Linked DNA regions of Mus musculus: region 1 is linked to region 2. Evidence: chromatin contacts called from public HiCAR-type data. All regions are on one chromosome and are shown on one strand. Each heading gives the region's core, a stretch centred on a gene start, on an enhancer-like site or on the middle of the called end of the contact. The rest is flanking DNA. Distances are from core to core; before and after follow the strand shown. Region 1 holds the start of Zfp704 (zinc finger protein 704). Region 2 holds the start of Zc2hc1a (zinc finger, C2HC-type containing 1A).

Region 1 (2,921 bases), core at 333-2,832, 2.1 Mb before region 2:
AGCTGTGCTGTTAGTTGAAACAGTCGATAAGATCTCTTCTGCACCCCTCGTACAGGTCCTTGAGCCACCTGCCCACCTCTGCCAGAGACCCATATACTTAGCTGCCTCTCTCCAAATCATCTCATGAGATCAACCAAGCCACTATCTTCAATCTGGAGGAGAGCAGCTTCGCTCCTTGCCTGGGGCTACTCTTTCTAGGCTCACGGAAACAATTCACTTGCTTCTGGGAGGGTCTAGCTACATCCAAGACACACCCATAAATTACAATGCTCCAGTTAACAAGGTTTGCTCATTCTAATTTCCTGAACAGGATATTTACAGATGAAAAGTTCACTAGAAACGGTGTGTTTTGAATGCACTTTGAGGGAGATAAATTCTGGGGTGGTATCTGAAGTGGGGCAGGGAGTGCATGTGTGCACACCTGCATGTGTGCACACCTCCTCTTCAGACTGTACGCACTTCCAATTTCACTGTGGGGAGGTGTTAGCAGAGCTTTGGGACTCGAAAGGAAGGGCTGACGGAAAGGCATTTCAGAAAGGACGGACAGGACCTGTGGGCCAGTGCCTCACAGGAAGTGAGAACAAGGTGGCTTTAAAACACACCACTATTTTTGGATGTGATTACTTAAAACAGGCATTTTCTGGACGGGTGATCAGTTTCTGGGAGGACAAAGTTCATTTTAGAATCCTTGTCCTCATCCCTCTTTAGCGGTTGGAAGGTACCCCAAATAAACATTTAATGAGCCCCATCACATGTCTAGCAAGCCACGTGATGTTCAATCTCCAAGAACAATGGGCCATGTGGACACCCTTTTACTCAATTGTTGATGAATAAGGCCCTCCTAGCCCTAGCCAAAACCTATAGAATTTAGGGGCATGATCTGGATGCAGAATGTCTGGTTTACTCCCTCCGAAAGCAGCAGTCATTCATAACATGGCAAACTGGCCTTCTGCTAGCTTACATATATAAAAAGCTGAAATAACAATCTTGACCACTTGGTGTGTTGCTTTCTCTAGACTGGGACAGTGCCAGTAGACCAAACCAAGAGCAGAAAGAACACTTTTGGAATTCGGCCCATATCATATCACCAGGTAAGGACCTCAGGTGGAAACTGGAAGAAACACATAGGAGGGCCAAACCTGCACAGAGCTGAGAACATGAGGCAAGGCCTACAACCTGGTGCTCAAAGGAACCTGGTAGAGAGGGCCAGGGAAATGTTGCAGGAATCTCCATGACTGAGGACTCAGGCTGGGAACTGACCCCAAACCTGGGGTTGGCACACCTGGTCGAACTCCACTTGAGCACCAGTGGTCGCCATCTGAGAACCACTCTTGAGCAAATCTCTTAAGCAAACACCTTCCTGCCGTCTAAACCTACGCTTTTCCCACCAGAGGGAGACATGGGCCCAGGGGCAAGGGTGGCCTCAGTGTCCCAGCCAACTGCTGGGAAGCCGGCAGATTTTCAGAGAGCGCGGGTCTGGGGAAAAAAATCCAGTCCGGGTTTTGTCTGAACGGAGACCAGGAAGGCAGCGAGGACTGGGGAAGAGGGGGAGGCGGTGAAGACACGACACAAACAGCTCGCGCCCAGGACACCGCGGTAGGCCCTGAGCGCGCGGGCGCAGGGCCCGGAGAGGCGCGCGCCGGCCCGGCCGCCGGCCGCATGGAGCGCAGCGCAGCCCGCGGCTCCCGGGAGGCGCAGGCGGAGGTAGCGGCAGCGGGAGCAGCGCGCTCGCTCACACCCACCCCCGCCCGCGGCCGGCGCGCCGCCCCGCCGTAGCCGCCGGCGTCCCCGCGGGCCCGGCCAGCGAAGGCGGCGTCCGCGCGTCTGCCAGCCAGCAGCGGCGGCCAGCCCGGGAGGCGGCCCCGCAAGCCCCGCAGCCGCGCGTCTCCGGGCCCAGCCGCAGCCCGCGAGGAGCCCGGCGCTCCGGCCCGCAAGCCCGGCGCAGGCATGCAGGCCAGGCGCCTGGCCAAGCGCCCCAGCCTGGGCAGCCGCCGCGGGGGCGCTGCGCCCGCTCCCGCCCCCGAGGCCGCCGCTCTGGGGCTCCCGCCCCCCGGCCCCAGCCCGGCCGCCGCACCGGGAAGCTGGAGGCCGCCGCTGCCGCCGCCGCGCGGGACCGGCCCCTCGCGCGCTGCCGCCGCCTCGTCGCCGGTCCTGCTGCTGCTGGGCGAGGAGGACGAGGACGAGGAGGGCGCGGGCCGAAGGCGCAGGACGCGCGGGCGGGTAACGGAGAAGCCCCGAGGGGTCGCGGAGGAGGAGGACGACGACGAGGAAGAGGACGAAGAGGTGGTTGTCGAGGTGGTGGACGGCGACGAGGACGACGAGGACGCTGAGGAGCGCTTCGTGCCCCTCGGACCCGGCCGTGCGCTTCCCAAGGGCCCCGCCCGAGGCGCGGTGAAGGTGCGTGCGAGGTGCCGGGGATCGGTGGGGGGCGCAGCGGGCTCGGCGGGGCGCCGGGGCGCCGGGGAGGCCGAGCGCAGCGGCGCGGGCCGGGAGGGGTGTGTCAGGCGGCGGTGGGCAGCGCGCGGAACTGCGGCTCAGCGGCTCAGCGGCTCAGCGGCGCCCGGCGGCCTGTCGGTGCTCAGAGGCCGGGCGGATGCGTGGTCCCGCGTGCCGGTAGGCAAGGAAGGAGCGCTTCTCTGGGCAGGGTGGGGAACTTGGGAGCTGGACGAGGTCGGAGCCCCGATCGGCCTGGCATTGATATTTTATTCTGCTCTGGGGAGGCAGGAGTCTTCCTTCTCTTGTTCAAGCTTCTGGAAACTAGCCAGCAACCTGCAACACCTCCTTTCACCTGAGAACAGTTGTTGGTCGGTTCCATCACAGGCACTTGTGAAGGAGTTGGGAGCCTGTGCAGCAACAACCTAGACCTTGGTTTCCGCGAGCTTTTTGCCCCTCCCCCATCCCCGTGTTTCTCCTCGCCCTCC
Region 2 (3,211 bases), core at 489-2,988:
TCAGGAAAAGAAAAATCAAAGAGTTTAAGGGCCAGTACTGCTTAACATAAACCTGACTCATGAATCATGCTCATTGCATACTACATGAGGATCCTTATGTTCTACACACATACATACATACATACATACATACACACACACACAGAGTGTATATTATACTAGTATTCGATTATTTCTCCTAAATTTCTGATTTAGATAGCAAGAACTTTGACAATTTTTTATTCTTTGCATGCATAGATAAATAAGTGAAACATTGGATGAATATTTCTTTCACTGTAAATATTGATCAGTAAAAATCTGGGAAGTATTCTTAAACACTCTTCATGCAGTATGATAGCGTTGTAAAGTCTTCACACCTATGTTTCAACTCTATTCTCTATACAGTCCCTATACTAGTATAGTTGTAAATCACTAAAATGAGTTGCCTGTAGGGGTATCCAAAAATAGGAGATTTTTGAAAGGTATGCTGTCATTACAATTTCTCATTTCATGTTAATTTGAGTGGTACACCAAGCAAGACCTTCACAGCTAATCTGCAGCATAAATGATCTATTAGAATTCTTTATCACCTTCAAGATGTTTGGAGAAAGCTTAACTGCAAAATATCATTGTGAAATAAAATTCATAATCATATTATTATATTTTCTTTCTGGTACACTTAAATCACTGGGGAAGAGTTATCAGTTACCACTGTTAACTTCGTAACATGTCCTGAAATATTTGACTATCTATAATACAAGAAAATGAAGGGATCAAGTCCCCTATTCATTCCAAGTACAGTAAGTGGTGAAACAATTTTAAGAGAGAAAAAAAAACTATTTTAAGGCAGCAGGATCCAAATTTTCTGAAAGCTTGTATATCAGAAAGATCCCTAGTCTTTTTAAATCCTGAAACTGTTGTCACCACTGTTAAGATTTTTTTTTTCTTCCTTCCTTTGTTTTTTAAGTGAAATGTTGTCCTAGCGCGGGATTAAAATGGATGAAGAAAGGGAAAGAACTGGGAACAAAACAAAATCTGAAGCCATGGCTAAGGCACCAGGATAAAGTGAAGATAAGGAAGCAAAGCTGGCTTTTCCCTAGACCGTCCTCGTGAATAAACCATTAATGTTGAAGCTATTGTCCCTGCTGTAGAGCTCGCCAGGGACACTTCCTTGGGAGATGCTCCGGCATCTCTCCGAGCAAGGTGCGGTAGAAATGGAAGGAATGGACCTACGACTGTCCAAGGTGTGTGTCCAGAGCTCGCTGGAGGCAGGGCAGGTCCTGAGGGGTCAGCAAGAGCTGGCGACCCGGGCGTCGCGAACCTTAACCAAGAATACACTTTGCAAAGATAAGACTCGACCAGAGACACCTAGTGCCCACAGGAAACTCAGGGGTCCAGAAAGGACCCGACATGGTAGTTAGGCCTTGCAGAAGTGAGGACGCGGGGGCTCCAACCCCGCGGTGAAGTCGAGCACCGTGCCCGGCGGGCAGCCCGCGGCCACCGCTCCCGTAAGGGGCCGCCAGCTCCGCCCCGGGTGTCGGCGAGCGCGGGGACCTCGCTGCAGAGCCGGCCGGCCGGCCGCACTTGCCCCCAGACTCCAGGCCCCGGTCGCTCGGGCCCGCTGGAGCCCCGCGGTCGCATCCCCCTCGCGTCTCACCTTCCAGTCCGTCCATGACGCGCCGCCTCAGGCTCCGCAGGCAGCACCCGCCGCCGCCCAGTTCCTGCTGTAGCAACACGGCCGCACCTCCCACACTCTAACATCCCGGCCTCCTATTGGTCCGCGCGGGTGGGGGCGGGGTGACAGGGGCGGAGCTACTAAGGGCGGGGCTGCGCCTTCTGCCACCTCCCGAGGGACTCTCCTTCCACCAAGGTTTTTCCAACCACCCTCCCTGGAAACCGCAGCTACTTTTGTTGGCAATCCGAGATCCTTACACGCCTTTGTTCCACTTCAGCCACATTTAGGCTCACACCTTGTTTTCCAGCTTAGAATGCCTCCGCATCTCGGAGCTCCTCATCTCCAGTCAGTAAGAGAATGTCTTTTTAACAGGTCCCTCTGAGCTCTTGTAACAAGATAAGGGGGCCTTGGTCCAGCACCATCCCGTGTTCACTGCCCTTTTAAATCAAGCAACATCCTCTAGCCTTGTTCTTCAGACACAGCTCTATGGGCTAAGACATTGTTTCCTAGGTAAGTCATATTTTCTGTATGGGACTGTGGAACTGAGATTGCGCCAAACTTCTGAAACAGTTTTCTAACTATAAAAAGTTAGGCCCGAAATTAGAAATGAAACTTCCCCGTTGCACAATCTTTCCCTGGCCAGCACTATGCTTGCCCTCAACTGCAGTTCTGCATCTCATCAAGGCTGTACTGTACTGAGCGCTTTAAACTGGGAAGCTAACCTATCAAGGCACAAAGGTGTCTTTCTGTCAGAGTCAAAATGGAATCCAACCACTCAAACGGTTTTGCTTCACAGTCTAACACATTTTACCCTTACTAAAACTCTTCGAAAATTTTACTTAGCAAGAATAAACCAATCATATTGTTTACTGATTCTGGGGTGTCCATTACTAAGTTATCAATATATTTTGTTCGTAACAAGTCTTACACTGTTTTCTTGTTGAGCAGTTTAATTCAAAAGTTGTCTTAATTCTGTATACACTTAAATATGTCAGTAACTCTCTGATTTTGTTTAAACAAGCAAACGCCAAGAGGTCTTATCTGTGAGAAGACGCTCACAGTGGGTGTGAAGACCGTAGAGTCCGAGTCTGGTACAGAATAGTATAAGAAACTTCCATTCTGCAATTATCTCATGAGTCCTTTCCTTGTTCTGCTCTGGGCTTCCCTGACTTCTGAGTTTCTGGGACCTCCATGCAGGCAACCAACCTAGTTACCCTATATTGGTGTAGAGAGCCCCGCCACCACCAGTCCCCTGGCCATGCTTCTAAGACAAAATCAGATGAGGTTGAGGACAGCTTTCATAAGAATGCCCAAAAAAATAAAAAGAACACAAAAAGAATTATCAAAATAAAGAAGACATTTACTTTGCATATTGCAAGTTTAGACAAATATTAGGATGATGGACACAAGCCTTATTAGCCATAAAATCTACAGTAACATCAATAACAATAATAAAAATAGCAACAATAACAAAAGTACCTTAAGAGGCCCTGCCATCTAGAAGCCTTACAGGTGTGGCTGCTATATCACATGTCTGCCAGTAGATGGCAGAGAGGA

The links. HiCAR-type assays count read pairs that join an accessible place to other places.
Region 1: a contact with region 2 is called in a HiCAR-type map of astrocytes, with 4 times the contacts expected there. The contact joins the promoter of Zfp704 here to the promoter of Zc2hc1a in region 2. A contact is called at or near these places in 2 of 39 promoter capture datasets (the 3T3-L1 cell line and pre-B cells) and 1 of 115 datasets of contacts at active chromatin or transcription factors (astrocytes).

Annotation. Positions count from the first base shown.
Region 1 is chr3:9,608,746-9,611,666 of GRCm38.p6, reverse strand. Zfp704 (zinc finger protein 704) reads left to right here and starts at 1,582. Exons shown (of 9, transcript NM_133218.2): 1 at 1,582-2,397. The coding sequence starts at 1,948.
Region 2 is chr3:7,501,953-7,505,163 of GRCm38.p6, reverse strand. Zc2hc1a (zinc finger, C2HC-type containing 1A) reads right to left here and starts at 1,738. Exons shown (of 9, transcript NM_173181.3): 1 at 1,637-1,738. The coding sequence starts at 1,652. It also overlaps the pseudogene Gm23592.